Linked DNA regions of Sus scrofa: region 1 is linked to region 2. Evidence: chromatin contacts called from public Hi-C data. All regions are on one chromosome and are shown on one strand. Each heading gives the region's core, a stretch centred on a gene start, on an enhancer-like site or on the middle of the called end of the contact. The rest is flanking DNA. Distances are from core to core; before and after follow the strand shown.

The links. Hi-C and Micro-C count contacts between places; a contact is called where the count stands out from the background.
Region 1: a Hi-C map of heart right ventricle shows a contact between it and region 2, with 3 times the contacts expected there. The contact joins two enhancer-like sites. A contact is called at or near these places in 2 of 47 Hi-C or Micro-C datasets (epiblast stem cells and heart right ventricle).

The regions. Positions count from the first base shown.
Region 1 is chr6:88,463,450-88,469,979 of Sscrofa11.1, forward strand. No RefSeq gene overlaps it. Among named protein-coding and RNA genes, the nearest start is that of PTP4A2, 34 kb to the left of the region's middle. Within about 2 kb of position 2,597, at least 55 of the 83 cell types and tissues checked have an H3K27ac peak or open chromatin away from gene starts, as enhancers often do.
Region 2 is chr6:88,097,942-88,104,516 of Sscrofa11.1, forward strand. It overlaps TINAGL1 (tubulointerstitial nephritis antigen-like), which reads left to right. Exons shown (of 12, transcript XM_005665158.3): 4 at 3,723-3,815; 5 at 4,008-4,122; 6 at 5,209-5,332; 7 at 5,418-5,568; 8 at 5,670-5,859; 9 at 5,970-6,015; 10 at 6,272-6,395. Among named protein-coding and RNA genes, the nearest start is that of TINAGL1, 5.6 kb to the left of the region's middle. Within about 2 kb of position 4,685, at least 30 of the 83 cell types and tissues checked have an H3K27ac peak or open chromatin away from gene starts, as enhancers often do.

The DNA of each region.
Region 1 (6,530 bases), core at 1,347-3,846, 360 kb after region 2:
AACCCTCAGACGGGCACCCGGCAGGACTTTTCTGTGATGCTGCAGGAACTGAGTATTCACCAGCACACCTGGCACTGCTGTTACCATGGAAACGCCTCACCTTTTACATTCCTTGACTTGGGAGTTGAGACTAGTTCAGGGCACATCTGAGTTTTCATGTTTCTCCTTGGCTTCTGGAAAAGGAAAGGGGAGGAGAAGGAAAGGATTCTAAATCAGCTGACTCCTCCTGCTCTGGCTATTTGTTTTGCAGCTTGTGTAACTAGGCCTCGCTGGTGACAGGGGCCTGCAGCAGGGTGAGGGACATGGCACTTTGGGCTCCCCAAAGACCTAGGTTCAAATCTCAGCTCCTCAATTGAATCCATTTATGCATTCCAACAAGCCCCTCGCTGGACCAGGCACTAGCTGGAGAGAGGTGACAGAATAGCCAGAGTTGGCCCTTAGAGAGCTCGCAGCCCAGAGCAAAAGCTGGGTCAGCAGATGACCACATGCCAGTGTGACAAGTGACTTCACAGAGGCAGGTGTCAGTTCTATCACAGCCCAGAGAGGTGACCTTGCAGGAGGAAAGAAAAATATAAGCCACACTGCATTGAAAAGAACTCTCAGGAACACCCTAGCAAGAGGCCCTGCCTCTTAGGCCCACAAGCATTCAGCATGAGGGCCTCAAGTTCAGGGTGACAACATTTGAGATTTGTACTCTGACCTCAGTCAGGCATGTGAACTCACTTTCCTGAGCCTCAGTTTCCCCATCTATGAACCAAAGCTAGTAGTAAGTACCCTGCTCCTGTTGAGAAAAACTACATTAATTAATACATAGTGATGAATCATAGAACAGACAGACCTGGATCCAAGCCCTCACTCTCTAATGCCCAAGTGAGAAATAATTCTGGACTTTAACCCCTTTGAGGCTCACTTTCCTTACCCATAAAAGGGCAACCATAATCATAAAACTCTTAAGGGTGAAGCTGATGGGATATAACAGGTGAACCACTTAGTACTAGCATACAGTAAAATGCTGGTTACTTATTTTATTTTATTTATTTTTGCTTTTTAGGGCTGCACCCATGGCATAGGGAGGTTCCCAGACTCGGGGTTGAAACAGAGCTACAGCTGCCAGCCTATACCACAGCCACAGCAACATGGGATCTGAGTGCATCTGCAGCCTACACCACAGCTCACCGCAATGCCGGATCCTTAACCCACTGAATGAGGCCAGGGGTCAAACCCACATCCTCATGGATCCTAGTCATTTTCATTAATCGCTGATCCACCAAGGGATCTTCTTTTTAAGAATTTGTTTGTTTTCATTTGGGGATATTTTGGCTGTGCCCCCAGCATGTGGTAGTTCCTGGGCCAGGGATAGGACCTGTGCTGCAGCAGTGACCCGTGTCGCTGCAGTGTAAATGCCAATCCTTACCCCACTGGGCCACAAGGGAACTCCAAAATGCTAGTTGCTTCATATTACAGAAGCTGATCCTCTGGTCTAGCGCCTGTGTGTCCTTAAGTCCGATATTATTATTATTATTTTTTTGCTTTTTAGGGCTACACCTGTGCCATATGGAGGTTCCCCAGGCTAGGGGTCGAATCAGATCTACAGCTGCCAGCCTACACCACAGCCACAGCAACGCCCACTTAACCCATTGAGCAAGGTCAGGGACCGAACCCACAACCTCATGGTTCCTAGTCGGATTCGTTTCCGCTGCGCCATGACAGGAACTCCAAGTCCGCTACTACTGTTATTAGTGTTCCATGGCACTCAGGAGGCACTGTGTAAAGATTACTTTCCCAGTCTCTTTGGACCCTCTCCTCAGACCAGACCACCTCTGCATCCTCTCCAGCTTTCAGATGTGTTGGCCTCCCAGACCAAGGAGGGCGCGGGTGAATCTGCATCCATCTCAGCACCCCCTTTTCCACCTTGGTTTTTGCCTCTCTCCTGGACTGAATGACGAGGGGAGAGGGCCTGGGCCTGGCCCCCAGGGGCTCCTCTGGGGACGGAGATGGGAAAAGGCAGGGAATGCGTCAGCCCTGATGCAATCGCAGGCTCATTGCTTGGCCCACGTCCTCCTCTTTGGGTGTTTACCGGAGCCTGGATTCCACAGGAACCCTTGGACGTGTGCACGAACAGTGGGGGCGGGCAGCACACAAAATTGTCCCTGCTTTGGGGACAGTTTAGGGAGAAAGTGATAGCACGCCCGCCTGGCCTCACGCACCCTGGGCTCAGGAACACAAAAGAGATACCAGGTGTCGAATCCAGAGGGAGGGGCAGGGAAGACAGGCTCGAGGAGGGGCACTAACCACGGGCTGCTGCCAGGGCCGGCTTCCAGACCAGCTCCGGGAGGCCCCATGAATAGGTCCTTTATCCCTGAGCTTAGAAGCTCAGGAGAGGGCCCCCTGAAAGGGGGTCTCAGGTGACAAGGAGCCTCAGAACGAGCCAAGAGGATCCTGTGCCTTCCTTCCCAGGAGAAATCCTCGCTGGAGAAAAGCTTGTTTACCAATCCTTTGCTAAGGATCTTCATTTGAGGGGCCCCTCACCAGCCCCGCAGCCTTGCTGGGTCACCTAGAGACACTCTCAGAAGCGCAGAGTCGCACCGGGTAAAGAACACAGGCTTTTGGCAGTCACTTCTCAGAACTTCCAGTTACTGGCTGGATGCCCTAGGCAAGTGACTTCACCTCTCTAACTCTCAACTTCCTCGTGTCAAAGGGGATAATCAGAGTAGCTGACTTCAGAGATAAAGTCCTTAGGCCCTCAGAACAGGGCCTGATGAGGGCGAAAGTACTCAGGAACAGTTACATATTGTTATTGTTATTAAGGCACAGCCAGAGGCAGAGAGGAAAAGGATCCCAGCCACAGCTGCTTGCTCCCTAGCCACACTTTAGAATCCCCTCCTGCTTCCAGAGACTTCGTTCTCTTCTTTCCCCCCCTTGAAGATGGGGCCTAATTGTCCTTCTTTCAATATCTAATGACTGTTTCCCAGTTAGCAGGAAAGCATCCGAGCACTCCTCCCCCAGAGGTGTGAAACCCAGTAAGCAAAGCTTGCTCAAGCTCCTGAGTCATTCAGCAAAACCAGCCCAAGATAATCAGTGGATCAAGGAAACCAGACGCAGAGTGGGGAAAACCCAGTAAAACCCAGCCCCAAAGCCTGGGCCTCCTCGCAGGGCAACACCCTCTGCTCGCCCCTAGGAGGAGGAGTTTTCATTCGGGTTCCACAAACAAGCCAGCACCTGGCCCCTGAGTCCTCCCCAGGCCCTCCTGTACCCAGAACAGGACCTCAGCTACGCCTGGGTCTCTAGCCCACAGCCAGGCCTTCCCATGGAAACTTCTTTGACACAAACTTTATCTACCCCCCACCCCCCCAGGCTTGTACCTGTAGCATATGGAAGCTCCCAGGCTAGGGGTCAAATTGAAGCTGCAGCTGCTGGCCTACACCACAGCCACTGCAACACCAGATCCAAGCTGTGTCTGCAACCACAGCCTTTGGCAATACCAGATCCTTAACCCACTGAGCCGGCCAGGGATCGAAACTGAATTCTCATGGATACTAGATAGATTCTTTACCTGCTGAGCCACAGCGGGAACTCCCAAACTCTTTTTTTTTTTTTTAATCTTTTTCAGCTGCACCCATAGCATATGAAGTTCCCACGCCAGCAATCAAATCTGAACTGCAGCTGCACCCTACACCACAGCTGGGGCAATGCCAGATCCTTAACCAGCTGGGACACAGCAGGAACTCCAACATAATCTCTTTGCCCATGGACAAATTTTCTCTTTCCTGCCACACCCCAGTCCTAGGGAGAGTCAGCACCCTGCCTCCCATCCTCCCCGCCCACTCATTTCTTTGGCCCAACCACTCCACTCCCATTACACTCATCAATGACCCCTTAGTTGCCAAATCTAAAAGACTGTCTCCAGGCCTTTCCTTCTTGCCCTCTCCAAACACTAACTGAAACAGCCAAGACATGGAAATAAACTAAATGTCCATCGACAGGTGAATGGATTAAGAAGATGTGGTATATATACACAATGGAATACTACTCAGCCATAAAAAAGAACAAAAGAATGCCATCTGCAGCAACATGGGTAGAACGAGATACTCTCATACTAAGTGAAGTAGTCAGAAAGACAGACAAATACCATATGATATAACTTACATTTGGAATCTAATATATGGCACAAATGAACCTTTCCACAGAAAAGAAACTCATGGACTTGGAGAACAGATTTGTGGTTGCCAAGGTGGGGAAGAGTGGGATGGACTGGGAATCTGGGGTTAATAGATGCAAACTATTGCCTTTGGAATGGATAAGCAATGAGATCCTGCTGTATAGCACTGGGAACTATATCTAGTTACTTGTGATGGAGCATGATGGAGGATAATGTGAGAAAAAGGAGATATAGGAGTTCCCGTCGTGGTGCAGTGGTTAACGAATCCGACTAGGAACCATGAGGTTGCGGGTTCGATCCCTGCCCTTGCTCAGTGGGTTAACGATCTGGTGTTGCCGTGAGCTATGGTATAGGTCGCAGGCGAGGCTCGGATCCCGCGTTGCTGTGGCTCTGGCGTAGGCTGGCAGCTACAGCTCCGATTGGACCCCTGGCCCGGGAACCTCCATATGCCAAAGGAGCGGCCCAAGAAATGGCAAAAAGACAAAAAAAAAAAAAAGAGATATATATACATATATATGTATGTGTGTGTGTGTGACTGGGCCACTTTACTGTACGGTAGAAAATTGACAGAACACTGTAAACAAAGTACAATGGAAAAAATAAAAATAATTTTAAAAATAAAATAAACACTAATTGGAGTTCCCGGTCGTGTAGCAGGTTAAGGATCTGGCATTGTCCCTGCTGTTGCTCAGGTCACTGCTGTGGTGTAGGTTTGATCCCTGGCCCCCGAACTTCTGCATGCTGTGGGCACAGCCAAAAAGAAAATAAAATTTAAAAACAGGAATTCTGGAGTTCCCGTCATGGCTCAGTGGAAACGGGTCTGACTGGCGTCCATGAGGACACAGATTTGATCCTTGGCCCCACTCCGTTAGGGATCCAGCATTGCCGTGGGCTGTGGTGTGGGTCCCAGATGCAGCTTGGATGCCATGTTGCTGTGGCTGTGGTGTAGGCTGGCGGCTACAGCTCCGATTAGACCCCCTGGCCTGGGAACTTCCATGTGCCGTGGGTGCACCCTAAAAAGACAAAATACAAAAAAAAAAAGAAAAAGGAGTTCCCATTGCGGCTCAAGGGGTTAAGAATCCGACTAGTACCCATGAGGATGCGGAATTGATCCCTGGCCTCGCTCAGTGGGTTAAGGATCTCGCATTGCTGTGGCTGTGGCATAGGCCGGCAGCTGCAGCTCTGATTCAACCCCTAGCCTAGGAACTTCTATATGCTGCACATGCAGCCCTAAGAAGAAAAAATAAATAAATAAATAAATAAATAAGCACTCGGACCACACGGCACTGGACCACTGCCTTCTTTAAACTCTCCTTCCTGGGCTTCTGTAAGACCACAGTCCCCTGGTTCTCTTCCCTCTGGGACCAGCACATTTTGGTTTCAGGCTGCTCTCTGCCCTCAGCATTGCTCCTTGAGTTCTCCTCTTAGCCCTCTTCCCTTCCCCGTCCTCACAGCCCCTCCCAGGTTTAATCAGTGCCCAGGTCTTCAAACTCCACCTCTTTGCTGGTTACTTCCCAGGCCGTAGCTCCAGCCCAGATCTTCCCCAAATGCCACCTAGCAGCTCTATTTGTGTGACACCCCACCCCCCGCCCAGGCACAGCAAGCTCAACATGCCCCAGACCTAACTCTTTACTTTCCCCTCCAAATCTACTCCTTCTCCTGGGTTCCCCATGCTTTTTTTTTTTTTTTTTTTTTTTTTTTTTTGCCTCACCCTCTGGCATATGGAAGTTCCCAGACCAGGGGTTGAATCAGAGCTGCAGCCTCTGGCCTACACCACAGCCACAGCAAGAGCAACTCAGGGGATCTTAGCCATGTCTTCAAACTAAAACTCAGTTCATGGTAACAGGGGGATCCTTAAACCCACTGAGCGAGGCCAGGGATCCAATCCGCGTCCTCAGGCATACTAGTCAGGTTCATTACCAATGAGCCACAAACAGGAATTCCCTGGGTTCCCCATCAAGATGAAAGACACCACCTTTTTCCCTTTTACCCAGGGCAGAGGCTCAAACATCATCTTTGCCACCTCCCTGCCCTGCCCACAAGCCACTATGATCTTAACATCTTATCAACATGCTCCTTACTGCTCCACTCCAGCTGCTGCTGCTCCAGTTCAGGTTTTCATCACGACCTGGAGCCTCAATTATTACATGTCTCAAAAGTAGACTCTCAGCCTTCATCTCTTCCCCCTTTGTGCTAGAATTGTCTTGGAGTGTCTTCCCACCTGCAGTCCTCTTCCTGAGGACCCACTGCTGCCCAAAGACCTCGTTGAACAGGTGCCCTTAGACTTATGTTGGCCTCATCAAAGCCTGCTCTGTGTTCACCACAGTGTTTGGAACCAGAGGTGTACCTTTGACCTGAGCTGCGCTAACTC
Region 2 (6,575 bases), core at 3,435-5,934:
GAAACCTCTGACTGCAGCATCCGCTGCCCTGAACCGGATGAGGGTCAGGGATGGCTGAGCTGGCAGCCAGCCAGACTGTAGCAGGGCCTTCCCTGGAATGTGGCCCCTCCTTCCTCCCCCACACCCCTCCCCACCATTCCCTGCAGAAAGATGAAGGGGTCAGGGTGCCCCCTACCCCAATCTGAGGCCTGAGATGGGAGGTGGGGAAGGGTTGGATAGGAAGACTTGAGTGCCTTCATGGAAATAATGGGGACCTGAGACTTAGAGGGGGAGGCCCCGCACCCACTGCCCGCTGCCTGGGACTGAGAGGGCCCCAGGGAGAAAGAAACTTTTTGGAATGCATTACGCATAAGCTGTTTCCATTGCCTCACTGGCATGAAGAATGCCTGGGTCACAGTGAGAGTGGGGACTCATGCGTTTCAGCGTGTGTCTGGGTGAGAGAGCCCGCGCGCGCGCGTGTGCATGTGTGTGTGCCTGTGTGTGCCTGTGTGTTTCGAAAGATGGAGCGTGCCTGCATGATTCTGCTGGTACTGATAGGGTGCCTCTGGACATTGAGGGGTTAACACTCTCTCCCATTCCCTTCCCTGGGGCCTGGCCACCCAGGCCCCCTCTGGAATGCTGGGACCTGCTGCCACCAGCCCTGTCCAGACCTGCTTGGACAGCCCTGGGGGCAAAGAGGGAGGGGGCAGGAAAGGACTGACCAACCCACTGCCCTCCCAGGCCAGCTCTGGCTTTGTTCCCTGCACTTGACACCTGCGGGAGGGTGTGAGGGCAGTGTCTGTGGGCCTCTCAGGCTGTGTGAGCCCTCGAGGGATACTTCGAGAGTCAGTGGGGGAAGGGGAGGACAGGGAGAGCCTCCCCTACCCGGCTCCACCCCTACGGTCGCCTGGGCCCTCCCTGAAAGCACCCTGCAATTCCTGGGGCTGGAGAGCCCAGTTGGTCCCCTTGAGGCTCCTTAAAAGGCAACATTGGAGGAGGGAGCCTCTGGGCTTGGAAGCATGCCGCTTAGCATCTTGTCATAGCAGAGTTATGAACTTGTAAAAGCATCGTAGAATTCATAGAATTCAACTGTTCAGTCGACACCTATTTATTAGCGACCTACTATGGGCCAAATGCTGTGCTGGGCCAAGGAGAGGCAGCCAGAACATGGCAGACAGTCCTTGTCTCTGCACTGGAGCCTCTAGATTAATGGCGAAGAACCACATGCACAAATACACGTGTCATCACAACCTGCTCCAGGTGTGATGGGGAAAGGAGACTAATGAGGGATCCTGGTTTCGAGTGGGGTGGGGGTCGGGGAAGGCCAGTCCAGAGGGGACATTTATGCTGATACCAGGGAGATGAGCGCATGAGTGGCCCAGGCCCAGGAGCAGGGAACATGGGGGGAACGGCTTGTGGAAAGACCAGGAGGTGGAACCAAGCTCCTTGCAGCTGGAGCTGTGAAATGGGCGAGAGGAGGCTCAGGCCATGTTCCAGGGGTCTCATAAGCTGTGCCAAGGGTTCTGCATGGTTTTTTTTTTTTCGTCTTTTGTCTTTTTAGGGCCACACCTGCGGCATATGGCAGTTCCCAGGCTAGGGGTCGAATTGGAGCTACAGCTGCTGGCCTACACCAGAGCCACATCAACGCCAGATCCGAGCCATGTTTTCGACCTTCACCACAGCTCACGGCAATGGCAGATCCTTAACCCACTGAGTGAGGCCAGGGATGGAACCCGCAACCTCGTGGTTCCTAGTTGGATTCGTTTCCGCTGAGCCACGACGAGAACTCCTGCATGTGGTTCTAAGTGTTGTGGGAAGCCACTTGGGGAGCCCACAGTCCAATGTGTATTGTTCAAAGATTTCTCTGGCTTTAAAAGAGGGGTATGTGTGTGTGTGTGTGCATGTCCTGGGGTGGGGAGGGAATTATAAAGAGGCAGGGAGCCTGGTTCCCACTGCCATGGGCCAGGTGAGAGGGGATAAGGGCCCAGAGTAAGGGGATGGTAGTGGAGAGGCGAGAGGCAGATGGCTTCAGAGGCTTTTGTGTGCCCGGCTGATAGGGGAGGCTTTGGTGGGGGTGAGGGGTGGGCGGTGGGGAAGACACTGCAGACCACAGAGTTCTGGCTTGAACACCTGGGTGGATAAGGTGTCCTTTTCTGAGTTGAGGATGTTAGGGGAGGAACAGGTTTGGAGGAAGGCAGTTTGGGCCGTTTTAAGTTTGAGATGCCTTTCACGCACCCAGAGGAGATGTCAGGAGGCCAGCTGGATTGGAGTCTGAAACTCCAGGGGGCGGGGAGTTGGGGGTTCCTGTAATGAGAACAATAATGATAGATAACAATTCTTGAGCACATAACATGGGCCAGGCCTTGAGCTAAATACTTTGCAAGCTCACCATTTAATCCCTGGACGTTGATACTATTGTTATCTTCATTTTACAGACACCATTGAGGGGGAGTTTTGAATACCTTACCTAAGGTCACGTGACTCGCGAGCCAGGATGGGAACTCAGGATTCTGGACTTTAGAATCCATGCACTTAGTCACTTCACTATACTGCCTCACTCACTCACTCACTCATTCATTCCTTCAACAAATATGTATTGGGTACATACTAGGTGCTAGGTTTTGTTTTCTAAGCACTGGAGATACCAAACAATACTTGCCCTCAAGGACCTTAGAGTCTACGGGCAAACAGATATAAAAAATATAAATAACTAAAGATGTAATATGTCAGATGGTGATGACAGGCTGGAAAAAAATGAAACAGGGAAGCAGAGTAGGAAGGGTGGAGGGGGCTGAGATAGCATGGCCAGGGCAGGCCTCTCTGAGAAGGTGACATGTGAATAAGGACTTGGAAGAAGTGAGAGTGAGCCCTGAGGATGTTGGAAGCACAACTCAAAGGCCAGAGCGTGGCTGGGGTCAACAGTCAGGGGACCAGCCTGGTCAGGGCCTCGAGAACCAGGATTTGGAGAAGAGGGTCAGAGAGGGGACAGGAAGACAGATCGTGCAGGGCCTTGTTGGCGCTGGAAAGGCTTTGGCTCTTATTCCGTGGTGTGAAGCCAGTGGCGGGTTTGGGGACAGGGGAATGACATGATATGATTTGGGTTTAACAGGATCGCTTGGGCAGCTGCGTTAAAAATATACTGAAGTCGGGGGGGGGGTGGCACGGGCACAGGGCAGAATCGGGGAGAATGGTGAGGAGGCTACAGCATGATCCAGGTGAAAGGTGATAGGACCACAGGGGCTGCAGGAAAGAATGAGACGTGGTTTGCAATCTGGATGGGTTTTTTTAAGGTGGTGTCAACAGGATTCACCAATGAATTGGGTCAGCACGTGAGAGAAAGAGTCAGGATGCCTCCCAGGCTTTTGGCCTGCGCTCCAGGAAGGATGGAGTGACCGTTTCCAAGGACTGTGGGAGAGAAGCCTGGGAGCAGGGAAGAGCAGGAACTCAGTGTAGGATGCGGCAAGTGTGACCTGTTAGAAACCACCCCCCCCGCCCCGGTGGCGATGTTGTGCAGCAGTAAGATGCGTGAATCTGGAGTTTAAGGAGACATCTGAGAAGCAGCTATACACTTGAGAATCATGAACTTGAAATTGACATTTAAAGTCACCAGGCTGGATGGGATCATCTAAGGGACCTCTCATAGGTGCTGATGCAGAAGTTCAGGCTCATGTTGACCTCTGAGGCTCCTCCCTTCAGAGGATACCAGCCCTGCCTCACCTCCTCCTCCCCTCCTGTTCTTCCAGCACCTGCCAGGAGAAAGGGCAGTGGGAGTGTGACCAGGAGCCATGCCTGGTGGACCCAGACATGATCAAGGCCATCAACCAAGGCAACTATGGGTAAGAGGCCCTGAAGATTTCCCCAGGGGGCACACATGCACGTGCATGCACGTACACACACACACGTCCTGCCAGGCACAGATATTATTCACGTGCATACTTAGCTAGTTAGGCATCTCTCTCACTCACATTCGCATACCTCCCAGACCCCCAGTTTTGGCAGGTCTGCCACTTCTGTCCGCTCTCTTTTAGGTGGCGGGCTGGGAACCACAGTGCCTTCTGGGGCATGACCCTGGATGAGGGCATTCGATACCGCCTGGGCACCATCCGCCCATCTTCCTCCGTCGCCAATATGAATGAGATTCATGTAAGTCCGTTCTTGCCCATAATCCTGCCATCTCCTTTTGGCCTAGGACCCCAGGGACCCTGGCGCCCTGTCCCCCTCCCAATAGGCTGTGTGTCGCTAGACAAGTCACTCCCCTTCTCTGGGCCCTCAGCTTCTGCCCATACCAAGATGTGCCGCACTGCAAGAACTGATGCTCACATTCTGAGTTTTGTGGTCCCGGCCTCCGTCCCTCCCTGGCCTCCTCAGCTTGGGAAAAATGTCATTGGTCCCACTACGGCTGGGTCAGGGCCCAAAGGGCCAGGAGGTCATCTTGGTATTTTGGGAAGGAAAGGACGGACACTCCTCCAGCTTTGGCCAGGGAGCGGCGATTCTCGGAAACAAATGCCGCCTCAGTGGAACCCCACGGGAGGAGGGGCTTCTTCATTCCCACCACTGGGACCCTCTAGGGGGAGAAACGGGAACCAGACCCAGAACAGTCACAGGGTGAGGACGGGGTGTTTCAGCGGGACAGGGCTGGGGCACATACCAGAGGCTCCGTCCAATGGCAGGCAGGGGAGGAGGTGATGGCTGGCCGGAGTGGCCCTCCCCACAGGGGGGAGTTCAGTTCAAGGCTGGGGTGGCCAGACCCTGCCCTTGCCCTTACTCCCCTGGGCCTCTGGCTATTTTCTGCCTTTTGCTGTTTACCTTGGCAGCCAGCCCAGTCACGGGACCTGACGGCTTCTTCCCTCCCCTGCCCTCTGGGGCCTGAAGCCCAAGGTCCTGGCGGGAAGAAGGATGTGGCAGATCAGAAGGTGCAGAGGAGGAAAGAGGCAGGAGTTGAAAAAGGAAAGTGGGGGGACCCTGGCCTGGCCACTTCCCTGTTCCTGGCTTCCGTTGCCGCACCTGTAAAGCAGGACTAGTCATCCCCTGACCTGACACCAGGGAACATGGTGCCTGGGTCTTCCTCCTGAGTCAGTGTGGAGGTTGCTAGAATCCCTCAGAAGCTGGAGGACTCAAGATCAAATGGCAGAAGGCCCTGGACTCTTGGGAGACCTCCAGTGTCTCAGGCCCCCGAGGGGTAGGCGGGGACAGAGGCAGGAGGCAGACAGAGTGACCTTTGCCTTGCAGACAGTACTGGGCCCAGGGGAGGTGCTGCCCAGAGCCTTCGAGGCCTCTGAGAAGTGGCCCAACCTGATCCACGACCCTCTGGATCAAGGCAACTGTGCAGGCTCCTGGGCCTTCTCCACAGCAGGTAGGTCCAAGGGCAGAGGCTGGCGAGGTGGGAAAGGAGGGCCAAGGCCTGAGCCCCTTGACAGCCCCTCTACCTCCCCCACCAGCTGTGGCGTCAGATCGAGTCTCAATCCATTCTCTGGGGCACATGACACCTGTCCTATCGCCCCAGAACCTGCTGTCTTGTGACACGCACAACCAGCAGGGTTGCCAAGGTGGGCGTTTGGATGGTGCCTGGTGGTTCCTGCGACGACGAGGGTGAGCAGCAGAGGGCGTGGGCAGGGAAGAGGGCATGAGGGGGGGGGCCTAGGGCTGCCCCGGGCTCACTCTGTCCCCGCCTCCTCCTCCTGCCCCTCCAGGGTGGTGTCTGACCACTGCTACCCATTCTCTGGCCATGAGCGGAATGAGGCTGGCCCTGCACCCCGCTGCATGATGCACAGTCGAGCCATGGGTCGGGGCAAGCGCCAGGCTACTGCCCGCTGCCCTAATAGCTATGTCCACGCCAATGACATCTACCAGGTCACTCCTGCCTACCGCCTTGGCTCCAATGTAAGTCTGTGCTTGGGTAAAGGGGCAAAGGCAGGAGAGCTGGAAGGCTGGCCAAAGGCTGGAGCCTCACGCCTGATGGATGCTCTCCTCCCTACCCCCTCACCCTCCAGGAGAAGGATATCATGAAGGAGCTGATGGAGAATGGCCCCGTTCAAGGTAAATGCCTCTTATCCTGCCCCCTGATTCCAGAAGCTTGGGCCTGCTTGAGGCTGGGTGCAAGTGGTCCATACAGCATTGAGCAGCCAGTCCACTGGGGCCAGGAGTGGGGGGACCATGTCCTCTCCCCATGGGCGGCACCTGGAGGGGGCACTTGGTACCAGAGGCCCTGGGGGCCGAACATGCATCTCCAGGCTCAGGCATCGGTGCCTGTGCTGATGGGCTGAGCCAGCCCCACTTTGACCTCTGCCTACAGCCCTCATGGAGGTGCACGAGGACTTCTTCCTGTACCAGAGCGGCATCTACAGCCACACACCCGTGAGCCACGGGAGGCCGGAGAGATACCGCAGGCATGGGACCCACTCGGTCAAGATCACAGGGTGAGGGACTCGGTGGGCAGGGGGGTTGGAGGCAGCAGGGCTTGCAGTGGGGGCTCTAAGCCTACCTTGGATCCTAACCATCTCTCTCTGCAAAGCTCCATTTCAAAGCAGAGGAAACCAAGACTCAAAAAGAGAAGGGAGGAGGGGTGGAAGGGAGTTCCTGTCATGGCTCTGTTGTGG